Linked DNA regions of Sus scrofa: regions 2 and 3 are each linked to region 1. The links are chromatin contacts, called in public HiChIP or PLAC-seq and promoter capture Hi-C maps. All regions are on one chromosome and are shown on one strand. Each heading gives the region's core, a stretch centred on a gene start, on an enhancer-like site or on the middle of the called end of the contact. The rest is flanking DNA. Distances are from core to core; before and after follow the strand shown. Region 1 holds the start of MICU2 (calcium uptake protein 2, mitochondrial). Region 2 holds the start of CRYL1 (crystallin lambda 1). Region 3 holds the start of SGCG (gamma-sarcoglycan).

Region 1 (2,700 bases), core at 134-2,633:
CCATCCTGACAGAGCCGGGATCCAAGCCCTGTGGTCTGGCTCACACAGCTGCACACCGTCCCAGCTACTCCTTGCTGGGAAGGCAAGTGGAAAGTGGTTTCAGCAGCTGGGGAAGTGAGGAAGCTCCAAATGCAGACCCACTGAGAGGAGCTGGCAAAGGAAACGGGAGCAAGAACTCAGGGCAGATCATGACTAGAGGATCCAAGGAATAAAGTGGTCAGATTAGATTTAGTGGGGCGCTTGTTCTTCCTTTGGGGGTTTTTGTTTGTTTTGCTAACTCCGAGATGTCAGTGATTACTTGATAGGGGCTCTTGGCACTTTCACGTTGGCTGAAGTTACTGCATGCCCAAGTAAAGCTCCTGAAGGCTCAGGGACATTTGAGGCCAACGAAGTTGATTAAGGTAATTGACTCTGAAAAGTAAAGACCAAATAAGGGAGGATCAGAGACTACAAAACAAAGCCAAGGCATCTGCCTCAGCTAAATCCTTTCTTATGAGCAGTGAAACAGCCAGGACGGCCCTGTTGCCCCAAGCCTGCACCAGGGCAAACGACTAGGTCCCTGATGATAGGGACATGGGTAGGTGCGCTGCTGCATCCAACTTGGTACCAAGTGGGAACTAAACACCACCAAACACTTTACTAGAACAGACTGTAAATCCAACATTCAGCAAATAGTGATTGCCTGAAGGAAAGAGTGCGACTTTGGGAGTTCATTAAAGCTGTACGGCTGGGAGGGATAGGATAAGATTTAGCAAAAACCAGAGAGCAGACAAGAATCTAAGGACAGGAAGGATGAAAGAAGACACTGTGCCAGTTGTGCAAGATGAAAAAAGTTCTGGGTACGGATGGTGGTGACGGACGGTTGCACAAAAATGTGAATGTACTTAATGCCACCGAACTGTGCACTAAAAAATGATAGTGCTATGTATATTTAAAATGTAATATTTAAAATGGCAGTGCTATGAATATTTTTTAACCACAATTTAAAAACGCATTTTTAAAAGTCTGATGAGCTACTAAAGTGAAACAAGTAGAGCATAATTTTTTAAACAAGGTTGTTGTTTACTCGAGGCTGGGCGAGCTCATTAGCGTGAAAATCTGTGCAGCTCAGGCAGTTTTCGAATTTTAAACTCTGGACGAAGCGTGCTCTCCAGATGCGGATGCGGAGCAGACACTCTCCTCCGCACCCGCAGGGCGTTTCTTCCGCGCCCCGCCCACGCCTCCGCCGGCCCCGCCCACTCCCCCTCCCGCCCCTGAGGCCCCGCCTTGCCGCTGCTCAGCGCCGGCTCTGGGGCGGGGCGGGCGGAGGCCGCCCGGATCTCGCGACACCGCGGCCGCGCGAGTGCTCAGGCCTCCGTGGGACGCGGCGCCGTGCCGCCGCGCTTCCGCAAAAATGGCGGCGGCGGGTGGTGCGCGACTGGCGGCCTGGAGCGGAAGGCTGCGGCGCGGGCTGGCAGCCGGCTGGCGGGCCTGGCCCGGCCCGGGGCCCGTAGCGGCCGCGGCGGCCGGCGTGGCCCTGGCGGGAGCAGGAGCGACGTGGTACCACGGCCGCGTGAACGTGGCGGCGCCCCGGGGCGGCCTCACCGTCGTAGCCCAGGTATGGGACGGGCCCCGTCCGGCAGCGCCGCCGGGGCGGGTGAGGGGGTTAAGGAGCGGCGTCTGCAGCCCGTCCCGGCGCACCGCGGACCCCACTGGCGACGCGGCCCGTCGGTGACGGGGGCGTGTCCGCGCCCCGGCCCCTCCCCCGGGGCCGCCGACCGGTCCTCCGGGCCCCGGCCCGCGACTGCGGCCGACCGCGCGCTCTCTGCGCAGCGTGCTCAGGCTGCCCTGGTAGGGCCCTTTTTACGAGTGCAAGTGCCAGCCCTAAAACTGACCGGTTGGCGAGTGCCGGGTTTCATGGTCCCCCGTGAGCAGCTGCACTTAGTTACACGTAAGTGACGTGTCATAAACGTGATGCTCAGGCGGACTCTGAGTCCCAAGCAAAGCATTTCTTCTCAGACTTTCATGTGTGAAGGTAAAGGTCATATTCCCTGGTTCGGTATAACATTGCCACGTAAAACATTGGAAAATTTGCAAAAGCAACTTCTTTGAAAATCTCTAATGGACATTTCATTAAGTTGGTGTGGAATTTTTAAAAGTTAAAAGCAGTAGTCTTTTTCTTCGTTGGATTTCCATTATGCTCTTCTAAATGCCTCGAATTCTGAGAAACCCAGCAATACAAAAAGAAGAAAGCAGGCCTTGTGAATTAAAGTGAGTACTGACCGATAGTATTTTTTACTTGTATTAAATTAAGACGCCACCTGGTTAGTACCTGCAGTAACTCTCTCCCATCAACATACCATTTCTCATCACAGGTGGGAGCATCTAATAGTGTCTCATATCATTTTTTTTAACCTTGCTGGGTCTGGCAGTTCAATTTATTCTTCATTTTAGGTTTCTCTAACCTTATTTCATCCTGTCTGGTTAATCTTCCCGAGAGTATCACTTTAGCTGTATGATGCACGCTGCTTCGGAAATCATTAGTGCCTCCTTCTCCCCGATAAGCCACATTTGAAAACGTTGTCGTTCTGAAGCCACTCTGACTTACCACTCCTCAGACACACCTTCTCACCAACCTGCTTCGCTTTCCCCCTTAGTGTGGATTCCGGGTTCCGTTCACCCGTCTCGTGGTTTCGTGGCCCACTGCTAGCCTGTTTGTGT
Region 2 (2,700 bases), core at 99-2,598, 580 kb after region 1:
TTCCATTTGTCAAATGAGGGAGGGCTGGGGCGTTCCAGATTGGGGGTTATAAACAAAGCAGACACAAATGACTCACTTGTGAGTGAACTAAATTCTCATGTCCTTCAGCTAAATACCTCAGCATAGGTCGTCCCGTATCTGCTCAGCAGAAGTGAATCTGACTAGCATCCCTGAGGACTCGGGTTCGATCCCTGGCCTCGCTCAGTAGCTTAAGGATCTGACGTTGCTGAGCTGTGGGGTAGGTCGCAGATGCGGCTCGGATCTGGCGTTGCTGTGGCTTCGGTGTAGGCCAGTGGCCTGGGAACCTCCATATGCCGCGGTGCAGCCCTAAAAAGAGAAAAATAAATAAATACATAAATGCCTCCGAATAAAAATTCTGGTATTTTGTGCAAGGTGACAGAAATACTGTAGAGGAGTATACAAGTGTGTCTCTACATGCAGGTGCGTACAGACACTCCGTTACCCGACTCTGTAAGACACCCCTTTTCTGCTCCCGACCGGGGAAGACAGGAGGGGCTCCGTTTGCCACCCGAGTTGCCGCTCAAGCGCTGCCTAAGGGCCTTGACCCGGAGGACCGGCGTTTCCCTGCTTGTGCGCTGCGGACACGCTGTCACGGGACGTGTGATGTGGCACGGTGACATTTCCTTCTTCGGGGACAGAAGCAGCTCAGGGCCCCGGAGCAGGAAGCACAGCTCCGCGCTGCGGCCCTCCCTGCGGCGGCCCCACAGCCCTCGGCTGGCAGACCGCCCACCCGCGCTTCCTCTGCGGCCCCAAGGCTCCTGGGCCGCGGCCTCACCCTCGGAGAGAGGCAGGTCTTCCCAGAACTGAATGATGAACTGAACTCAGCAGGGTCGGTCCTCGGCTTACGCCTGCGCTGGTCGTGTGGACGGAAGTGGTGCTAAACTCTTCAAACGGGAAGGAAACCCGAGTGATAATTTTGGAGGGTCTTTGAGGGGTCGCGCCTGGTCCTGGCCTGCAGGTGGCCCCTCCCGGTGCAATGACTCTAGGGGCGCGGGGTGGTGGTGGGGGAGTCAAGCAAAGCAAAGCGAATTCCTGGAGCGCGCAGCGGCCGGAGCACGTGGTCCGCCCCCCCCCCCCGTGCGCGCTCCAGGGCGAGCGGAGGGGGACGTTCCGCGCGCGCCCGATGGGCCAGGCCGCTCCCCGCGCCCCCCTCCGTCGCCGCCCCGAGTACAAGGCGCGCCCCCGCCGCCCGGCCCGGGGCCCCTGCGCGCGCGCGCGCGGGGCGTGGAGAGGTGGAGGCTCCGCCCGCGCCCCACCCACGGGCCAGGCCCCGCCGAGCCCTGTCGCCCTTCGGCGCGGGCGGAGCCAGTGCCCGGGTGGCGCGCGCGGCAGCTGTTGGCTCTGGCACGGTGCGGGCCATGGCGTCGTCAGCGTCCTCGACGGCCGACGGGGTGGCGGTGGTGGGCAGGTAAGGGGTCGAGCCTGCGCGCCCGCGAGGGAGGCGGGTGGCCCGGTCGCCACCTGCGCGGGCCGGGGCGCACGGCGAGGCGCGGCGAGTTGGCTCCCGGTACAGCCAGGCTGCGTGCGATGCGGTGGCAGGCGGAGCAGGGACGGTGTCGGTGGGCACTGCGAGTGGGTGAGGGGCTATCGGGCCCCGGGGCCGCACCCGCGTGTTCTCGTCGGAGGGATGGGCGCCCGGGGGCTCGGCGGGAGGGTCACGTGCGGCGGGTGCAGTTTGCCGCCCTGAGATCGGATTGCGAGGTGGGAATGCGCGCCTGGGGGTGGCGACGGCGTCGGATCCGGGGGGGGGGGGTCCCTGTTTGCCGCAGCGTGTGTGTCAGGTTGGCAGTCTAACTTCCGTCCACGGTTTTCTGGTTTGCTCCCATCCTTTTCTTTTTTTTTCTTTTTTTGCCTTTTTCTGAACTTTCATATGGAAGTTCCCAGGCTAGGGGTCCAATCGGAGCTGTAGCCGCCGGCCTACTCCAGAGCCACAGCAACTCGGGATCCGAGCCGCGTCTGCAACCTACACCACAGCTCAGGGCAACGCCGGATCCTTAACCCACTGAGCAAGGCCAGGCATCCAACCGGCAACCTCGTGGTTCCTAGTCGGATTCGTTAATCACTGCGCCACGACGGAACCTCCCCCATCCCTCTTTTAAAACTCCTGCTATTTTCATTTTAAAAACAAGAAAAGAAAGGCGTTTCTGTGCCCCTTCCCGTTGGCAGGCAATGACAGCAATCCGCCCGCTTTTCCACGCTTGCTCTTGATCCTTAGACGCTCCTTCCGGGAGGCTCCAGGTCTGTCGGGCTCCGCTGCCGAGGTCCTGCCTGCCTGGCCCTGGTCACAGCAGGTCCTGAGAACACATCCTTGTCTGGGTCTCTCCTCAGAGCCCATGTATGCAGGGTGCGTGTGCTCTGGGTCAGCATTTACTCGGACAGGGCAATTGTGTGTGTCTGTGTCCCCTCCAGGCACGTGGGTGGGTGGCTGCCTAGCGAAGGAATATAAACAGGTGCACTTTGTGCTGGGTGTGGGCGCCATGCTTGCCTTGCACCTTTTGTCCCGGGGTCAAGTGTCTATCAGCTAGGCCTCGGAATGGTGGCCTGCCAGCTCCCCACAAAGGCTTAGTGACGTTTGGAGCCGACAGTACAGGTGCCCCTCGAGCCACTCGCGGGTCCATTCGCATTGGAAAATCCAGTATAACTTACAGTCGGCCCTCCGTACCCGTGGTTCCTCAGCAT
Region 3 (2,700 bases), core at 196-2,695, 810 kb before region 1:
TGGAGGTTCCCAGGCTAGGGGTTGAATCGGAGCTGTAGCCACCGGCCTACGCCAGAGCCACAGCAACGCGGGATCCGAGCCACGTCTGCAACCTACACCACAGCTCACGGCAACGCCGGATCGTTAACCCACTGAGCAAGGGCAGGGACCGAACCCGCAACCTCATGGTTCCTAGTCGGATTCGTTAACCACTGCGCCACGACGGGAACTCCAGAACACAGGATTTAGAGAGAGTTAAATACTTGAAAACAGGACTGTCCCACAACCTTAACAGTCCACTGTAGGATGTTTTACACCTGTGAGTGGCTGCCACTTTGCAATTACTTTCTTTGGAAGCACGTGTTCTGGAGAGGCAGGTTTAATAGGCGGCAAACGGAAGCTTCCAGTAAAATATTCCATCACCGAGAACTGGGTAAGATTTTTGAATAATACTGTAAAATCTATTTTCATATTTTTAAATATATATCCCGCTCATATTAAAGGAAGAAAAGGACATGAAGAGCCGTATAAAAAGTCTTGCTTAAAAAAAAAAAATTCCATTCAATTGCTTTACACAGATGTATCCGCTTTAAGGAACACCCAGCACAAGCACAGTCATCTCACTAAGAACTTCTGGAACACCAGCAGGTATCATTTGATAAGTAGCTATTTCACAGAAAAATGCAACATGACTGTCCCAGCATTTATGGACATCAACTATCCAGCAAGGGCTATTATCAACGTCCTAATTAATCCCCATTTAACCAAGTGATAACATGCAGTATGCACACGTCAACCATGGGTACTTTGGGGTAGTGGATAGACTCGCTTGAGGATGAAAGCACAAGCCCAGAGGAGAGGGTGTGAGACACGTGACCTCTCCGTGCCCCTCCGGGAAGCTTGGTTAGTGCCCCGCCTCTCCTACCTAACCCCGAAGGACTAGGCAGCGACCCAGGGCGTCGCGATGGGCAAAACCTACTTACACAACACAACTCACTATCCTAAAGTCAAATCCAGTCCGAGTGCCGCTCGGCCAGCAAAGTCTTTGGGGCAAAGACAGGCGGACGGTTTAGCCACACCTGGCGGCTCCCTAGCCCCGCCCCGCAGCCGCGGAAGGAGACCTGTTCGCTGCCCGGCAGGTGAGACGTGGCGCCGGCGGGAGCTGGGGGGCCGGGGGTGCCCGACCTCGCAGGGGCTAGTGTAGGGGCAGGAAACTGGGGAGCCGACGGCGGAGCGGGGGCCCGAGGCCGCCCTCTTTACCTGCCCAGCTTCCCGGGGTCCGGAGGCGCGGACCGGCCCCGCGTGTCCCTTCATTCCAGGTGGAAGGAGACCACCGTCTTCTCCGCGGACAGCGCGGGCTACTGCTCCGTCCTCCGCCCTCCGCGACGGCCGCGGCGACTCTGCTCCTCCGCGGCGACGCCGCACCCCCGGCCGCGGGCGCCCACATCCCGGCGCTGGCTCTGGACGCCGGGACGCGGCGCCGGCGGAGGCGGGGGCCGCAGACTCCGCGGAGCACACGGGGCGGGGCGGGGCCAACGCGGGGCGGGGGCGGGGCCAACGCAGGATCCCGCCCTCCGCGCCCCGCCCCGAGCGCCCCCGCCCCGCGCGTGCGTCCACGTGCCTGCATCGCGGGCATCTGCGCGATCGCCCGCGCGCCTGTAGACCTCGCGTCCTTCCGGTCCCGTCCCTCCTGCACGCTCCCTTCCCTCCTCCGCTGCCCCACCCGCGGGTCTCTTGCCCGCAGGTGGCCGGGTCCCCGCACCCGTCGCAGACTCCCGCCCGGCCCCTCCGCCGCCCGCCGGGCGCCTTCGGTCTGCTCCCGTGCCGCTGAGTCGCCTCGCGCATCTGGGGCTCCGAGCTGCGCTGAGAAGCGGCGGGTCTTCCCACCTCGGCCCACGAGGTACCAGAGCCAGCGCCGCCCTTTCCGCGCGTGGCAGGGCGTCCCTGCTGGTGGACCGGCCCTTCGCGGGTTCCGGAGTGTCCCCCCGGCTTGTCCCCCGCGAACCTCTCCGGCTCCGTTCACACGGCAGGGCCCGGCCCGGCCGCTGGGAGGCCCCCTCGGGGTTTGCAGAAACTGGCTGCGGCAGAAAAACAGTTTGGGACCAGCTATTCAGAGCGGGGCTCCTGAATAGCGCCCGTGGGCTACTTTTAAGAAGTACTGTGATTCTCTTTTTTAAAGCCTGGAGAGGTTCGCTCAAATGGTTATGTGGCGTAGTTTTCCTTAGTGCGTCGGTGTTTCCTCATTGACATCCACGCGCATCCCTTCATTCACACAGGAAAGCGACTTGATTTCAGTAGCTTGGTGTCTTTGGGAATGGCCTAGGTGTTGGAGGCGTCCGATGAATGTGCTAAGGAGGTAAATTCCCAAACGTTCGTGGAAGGATCACTGGACTATTTTATGCATTTTTAAATGGAGATACGCTGTTATATTTCAAACCAAATGGAAACATAAAGATGCTGGGATATTTAAAAGTGTTTTTCGTGTAGCAAAGATTATTGCAAGGCAGAAATATTTACAACTCTTAGATTACACTTTTTTTTTCTTCTTTTTTGATCGCCGCGTATGGAGGTCCCTGGGCCAGGGATCAGGTTTGAGCTGCAGTGGTGACCTGTGCTGCAGCTGTGGCAATGCCAGATCCTTAAACCCAGTGTGCGGGATCTGGGATCAGACCTGCATCCTGGTGCTGCAGAGATGCCACAGATCCTGTTGTGCCACAGCGG

Evidence for each region. Promoter capture Hi-C pulls out the DNA fragments that hold promoters and counts their contacts. HiChIP or PLAC-seq counts read pairs in DNA pulled down with a chosen protein or histone mark.
Region 2: an H3K27ac HiChIP or PLAC-seq map of alveolar macrophages shows a contact between it and region 1. The contact joins the promoter of CRYL1 here to the promoter of MICU2 in region 1. A contact is called at or near these places in 1 of 5 promoter capture datasets (fetal liver), 1 of 47 Hi-C or Micro-C datasets (embryonic fibroblasts) and 1 of 2 datasets of contacts at active chromatin or transcription factors (alveolar macrophages).
Region 3: a promoter capture Hi-C map of fetal skeletal muscle shows a contact between it and region 1, with 4 times the contacts expected there. The contact joins the promoter of SGCG here to the promoter of MICU2 in region 1.

The regions. Positions count from the first base shown.
Region 1 is chr11:1,499,076-1,501,775 of Sscrofa11.1, reverse strand. It overlaps MICU2 (calcium uptake protein 2, mitochondrial), which reads left to right and starts at 1,383. Exons shown (of 12, transcript XM_021065452.1): 1 at 1,383-1,597. The coding sequence starts at 1,394.
Region 2 is chr11:923,813-926,512 of Sscrofa11.1, reverse strand. CRYL1 (crystallin lambda 1) reads left to right here and starts at 1,348. Exons shown (of 8, transcript NM_213881.1): 1 at 1,348-1,429. The coding sequence starts at 1,380.
Region 3 is chr11:2,309,025-2,311,724 of Sscrofa11.1, reverse strand. SGCG (gamma-sarcoglycan) reads right to left here and starts at 1,445. Exons shown (of 7, transcript XM_021065455.1): 1 at 1,240-1,445. The coding sequence starts at 1,293.